Linked DNA regions of Mus musculus: region 2 is linked to region 1. The links are chromatin contacts, called in public Hi-C maps. All regions are on one chromosome and are shown on one strand. Each heading gives the region's core, a stretch centred on a gene start, on an enhancer-like site or on the middle of the called end of the contact. The rest is flanking DNA. Distances are from core to core; before and after follow the strand shown.

Region 1 (2,944 bases), core at 167-2,666:
TAGGCTGAAGATGCTTGTTACCCATGTCAATAAGGAATAGACTGTATCAATAGTAAAAATATTACTTTACTTATATTTTATTTGACATGTCTGTTATATGCAGGTAGTAGTTTTATTAGAATATAATGTTCCTAATGAATGTTCCTCTCTTGAAACACACACACGAAAGAGAGTGAGAGAGACAGAGAGACAGAGAGACAGAGAGACAGAGAGAGAGTGAGAGAGACAGAGACAGAGACAGAGACAGAGAACTTACAGAACTCTGCTGGCAAGTCACAGTATAGTTTACTAATAAACTCTCCGTAGCTTATGTGTCTTCATCAGGAAGCTACATTGTATCCATTGGGATTATTTCCAAGTTTGTTGTATTGTATGATTTCCTAAATAGGAAGTGACATTATTGAATGTATATATGTATCCTTTGACAAATGTATACATGTACAAAAATAGATGAATAACAGAGTAATAAATATTTCTAGTTTCCTATACACAATTCCTAAACTTATCTGTCACAAATAATGTTACCTTCATTTTCCAGTTCATAAAATAGTCTTAGTTATTTTTTCTGCTCAAACACTATTTCCATAAAAGCACTTTCTGAAACTTCAGTCAGCAGTAAATTGTGATTTGCTCAGTTATTAAATGTTGCATGATGTATGAGCTTTGCATCAGTTGTAGAACAGGACACAATCCTTATTCCTTTTAGCTATCTACTTCTCAAATATATGCCTTTCAAAATATTCTCTTGAATCCAATAATATTTAATAATCCTCAAAGCTTTACTAAACCTACCCCATTCCAAATGTTCTTTCTTATAAACGTCTTCATAGTTCTTGCTACCATTTTGAACTATCTCATCTTAAAGATTATTTTCAGCCTCTTATAAGCTTTTCTATAATGAAAATCCCTTTAACTCTTCTCCACGGCCAAAGAAATACTTACTATATCATGAAAATAAGTAATAAGTGACTGAAACTGGGACTACCTTTATGTTAAAGGGGCACCCATTAATTACATCTATTGTATACAATACATGCAAGGATAATTTACACTAACACTGAACACCACAGACCAAACTAAATAGGTCAAGTTTAGGTCTAGGAATTCTTGGTCATTAGAAATGATGTAGGTATTCTACTGATCTCATATCTAATTTGTCTGGTGTTACATGGAAGGGAGAACAAGCTGCCTTGCCAGTGAACACATTCCTTCCAATATTCTTCCATCTCCTAGTTTGACATTATTAAAAGTTGGAAGGTAAGTTAATAAAGGAGTAGAGAGAAGATGGAAATCGGGGGGAAGAAGACATGGTTAGGGGGAGAAGAAAAAGCTGTTGAGACAGAACATAGGACACCGGGGAACACCAACTCATTTATAGGCTGCACTGTTTGCCTGAGGTTGGCTACCTTATCAGATAAAAGGAAACTGAGACAGAATTTTCTCTGTGACTAACCTTCCCCTGGAGAGATCGCTGTGTGCTGCATTACTATTATTAATCAACTTGACTTTCTTTAAGTCACTGTAATTTCTGACTCAAAATTTTCTCAGGCACTCAATGTGCCAGAGAAATCTTAATGAATTAAATAGGCAGGATGTGTGGGAGCGCCCAGGACTAACTTAAGCACAGTGTATGGAATTTTATCATTTCTGTTTTGTTTTGTTTTTCTCAAATTAGTAACATTAACTCCCGAGGAATAAATCTCCTGCGATGGCCTCAGAAGTCGTGGTATTTTTATCATACACAGAGAAATCTCTGAATCAGAAAACTGATATTTTTGATACAATTAGAAACTTAATAGAGATCACTACTGAACTTAGTGGTGGCAACAAATTACACACACACACACACACATACACACACACACACATACACACACACACATACACACACACACACATACACACACACATACATACACACACACACACACATACATACACACACACACACACATACACACACACATACATACATACACACACACACATACATACACACACACATACATACACACACATACACACACACACACACACACACACACACACACACACACACACACACACAATTATTTTTGGTGTGCCCACAGGTTAAAGCAATAAACTGTAGGTTATGCTTCCAGAGAGTTCAAGGAAAATCCCAATCAATTAAAATAATGATAAGGAATTAATGATCTATCTGATTTCTAACTCTCTTTAAGAACTGTAGCATGTAAATAGGTTAGCTTTTAACAAAAATTAAATCAACGGTTTAATATTAACTTGAATTAAATGGTCTTGAGAAATTGGATGACTTTTCAGAAAGCCTTTTGAAAAAACAAACTATGATGAACTGATAAGATTGCTCCCATGATGGATCAGTGCACTAGATGGCACTAATCGCATGCCTTTCATGTGTTAGAAAATCACATTTCATGTGAGGAAAGAAAGTGGACCACACTTGCAATGTTCTTTATCAGGTGTACTTTCCAACGTTCCTTTGATAGGTTATTTATAATTTATGACTACATTTTTCAGATCATCAGAAAAAAAATTAATTACAGTCACTTTGATACTAAGTGAATTTCAAATTGAAAAGTAGAATTCCATTTTCCCCTAATCTAACGAAATTAATTTACTCCAAGCCAGATACAAAAGAGTTCTGGTCTAGAGGAGTGAGCAATTCAAGTCAAGAGGAAGGTTCTCTACCGATTATACAGTTTTCCATGAATTTCTCTTATCCAAGGATTCATCTTGAAATTTATCTAAGAAGAACATTAACCTAAAGGATGAAAGAAATTCAAAACTCTAAAAAGTCTTGGGACAATAAAATCTTGGTATTGAAGAAACAAAACAAGACTATAAATGAAACAATTTTTAAAGTAAAGCCTTCTACTTGGACGAATCTGTTCAAGTCTGTGAGACTTTGGAAACTACTGTCTGATTTTGATAAAGACAAAAATCA
Region 2 (2,944 bases), core at 215-2,714, 700 kb after region 1:
AGAAACCAAGACATATGACATAGTAATAAATTCAGTATGAAGTAAGTAAGTGTGTTTTTTAAGTTTTGATTCAAGCTGAGGGAGTGACTCGGTTGGTATGATCTTTGGCTCATTAGCATGAGGACCAAGTTCCATACCCAGCACCCAACTAAAAAGACGAGTACTGGGGCAAACCAGGAGGATGAGAGAGAGAGAGAGAGAGATTGAGAGAGTTTTCCTCCCACTACAATATGCTCTAACATCTCAAAAATGCAGCGTTTTTATTTCAAGGCTGGATTTCTCCGTAAGGGATCACACAGTGCCACACAGATACTAAGAGTTCCATACCAAATACAGACTCTGGAGCTGTGCCTATTTCTGGCACTGACCATCCAAAACTACACAGGAGACAATATCACTTCTCTAAGTCATGGGTAGATGTGCCCTAAGAGTTAAGGCCATTCTCATTTCAGGAAACACACAAAAAGACACAAAACAAAACAACAAAACAGTCATTCAGAAGAAGGAAAAACTGGAAAAACCACCACTGATGCAACACATACCTTCTAAACCTAACACAAAACACCAGGGCTGACAATATCTTAACCTCTTTTTTAAAAGTACATTACCCACTGGCTTGCCTCAGCATACCAAAAGGTGTTTAAACATTAACACTTTTCCTAGGAAACACACACACACACCTCCGAGTTATCTCTCACCCTCAGCAATTTCTCTCCACCACCCCAACCTGATGTCCAAACTTCTCAAAAACTTTGCAGCTTTGAACATTTTGAGCTAAGCAAAAAACCAAAACAAAACAAAACAAAACAAAACAAAACAAAACAAAACAAAACAAAAATGGTAGCAGGTTTTCCTCTACCATGATTTTTAGGATGTTGCTTTCTATGTCTTCCTGGAAACTTTCTTCACCTCAACTGGATGGGGACAACATTTTCTTTACATTTTAGTGGTTGTGTTTTGGGCTCCATTGACCAAGCCTGAAGGTTAGAAGAACTGATATTGGGGAGTGAACAACAGAATTGCTGACAGAGATCTCACACAGTGGATCTACCTTGAGAGTTCGCCAGCCTGGGCCTGCCAAAATCGAGGGGTAAATGTCAGATAAGGATCTGAGTTCTTGGGTGTTTAACTGAACCAAACCTCCCAACCTTTTTGAGGTTTGCCGATGACTGGTAATTATATTGTCATTTAACAAAAGTATCTGCATTAAACCAGAGATGTGAAGTTAATGGTTAGGTTCACATCCATTACACACACACACACACACGCACACACACGGGCACACACACACACAAGTGAGCATTGACAAAGCACACAGGGTCTGCATGAGGTGGGGAAGGGATGGAAGATGGAAACTAATGTAGGCTAGAGACTATAAATCAGTGGCTAAATGCTACCTGTCAGGTTGGGGAGTTATGCTAATGTGGGGTGTTTTATTTCTTTCCAGTGCAGAGAGGTCAAAGGGAGGAGGCACAGATGTGTAACTTAATGGAAACACTGAGGAAAACCCCAAAGCACAAGATCACCACTGCGCAAATGTTGAAGAAAGTGATTCTATGTAAGGCGGGCTTTTAATCATCTCTGTCAAGGTAGAATCATCTAAGGTAAAGGCCAAGCTTGTGGGTTTCCAGGGAGGCAGCAGAAAGCCTGAGGACTCGCCCTCAGCCTCTGTACCCAGGACCCTTTCTTCGAAGTGCTTTTCATTTTGACTAAAGCAAGTACAGGGTAAAGTGACTTGTCATTTCTCAGTGACTTGTCAGTTCTCTCAGTGGGAAGTGAGTGAGTGAGTACATGGCAGGGTGAGGGGGTGGGCCCAAAACTCCTTCTTATGTGGCATGGAATTGAGTGCAACTTAATCATCCCACTCCCATAATATGTTGCCAATTGGTTGTATGCTAACGGTCAAAATAATAACTTTATAATAATATATGTTGATTTTTTTTAGTATTTTTCTGTGTGTAGTTTGTAGTGTGTGCATGTGTCATGTCTGTGTATATATATGCATGTGCCCATGTTATATGTATTTGTGTGCCTGTGTGCATCTGTGTGTGTGTGTGTGTGTGTTCCTATATGTGTGTTCAAGTGTGTGTGCCTGTGTGTATCTGTGTGTGTATATGTGTGTGTGTTTGTGTATGTGTATATGTGTGTTTGTGTGTGTCTGTGTGCATCTGTGTATGTGCATGTATGTATGCACTCTCACACGTGTGTGTGTGTGTGTGTGTGTGTGTGTGTGTGTACACATTCAACTATGGGTGCCTTTGGAGACCAAAGACAGCTCATATGTGTCTTTCTCACTCTGCACCTAATTTTTTTTTTTTTTTTTTTTTTTACAATAGGGTTTCTCACTGAAATAGGACCTTGCCATTTCTTCAAGGTTGGCAGGTCAGTGAGCTCCCAGGATCTGCTATCTTTGTGCCCTCAGTGCTGTTACCGTGAAGGCTGCTGTGCCCACCTTGTGTATGGGTGCTGGAGATCCAAACTCATGCTTGCAGAGAAAGCACTCTACCCATAGACCTCTACTCCAGCACATAAATATAGAATAAACTTTAAATTAATGTAATTAATATTTCTATGAAAAGTGTGTAAGCAACCTTGCAGTCCTTGTTTTAAAAGATATTGCTGAAAACGTAGTTGATTCTTTTTAATCAGAGCTCAGAACTATCTACCAAGAAGAAAACAGAGGTATGTGGGCTGATCTTTAATCCAAAAGGAAACAAAGATTCTCAGCATCACTACGATAGAGGCTGACCCAGAAGATGACCTCTTAGATGTCATGGATTATAAACACATTCAAACTAGGATCAGAATTCAAAACCAACATGAAAAGAAGTATTAAGTCAAGAGGACCTTGGGAAGAAGAGAGTTGTCATGTTCTCAGTCTGGATAGGACTGGCCCTGACCTCAGCCTCAGATCTGCTTTGGGAGATAAGGACAGAAGTGAAGA

What was found. A called contact is a pair of places that touch in the nucleus more often than the background predicts.
Region 2: a contact with region 1 is called in a Hi-C map of group 2 innate lymphoid cells, with 4 times the contacts expected there. The contact joins two enhancer-like sites. A contact is called at or near these places in 3 of 484 Hi-C or Micro-C datasets (Th1 cells, Th2 cells and group 2 innate lymphoid cells) and 1 of 115 datasets of contacts at active chromatin or transcription factors (CD8 T cells).

What each region holds. Positions count from the first base shown.
Region 1 is chr2:8,875,670-8,878,613 of GRCm38.p6, forward strand. No RefSeq gene overlaps it. Among named protein-coding and RNA genes, the nearest start is that of Gm30957, 70 kb to the right of the region's middle. Within about 2 kb of position 1,417, at least 2 of the 459 cell types and tissues checked have an H3K27ac peak or open chromatin away from gene starts, as enhancers often do. A contact at or near this core is called in group 2 innate lymphoid cells, where this site is marked.
Region 2 is chr2:9,576,572-9,579,515 of GRCm38.p6, forward strand. No RefSeq gene overlaps it. Among named protein-coding and RNA genes, the nearest start is that of Gm13218, 15 kb to the right of the region's middle. Within about 2 kb of position 1,465, at least 15 of the 459 cell types and tissues checked have an H3K27ac peak or open chromatin away from gene starts, as enhancers often do. A contact at or near this core is called in group 2 innate lymphoid cells, where this site is marked.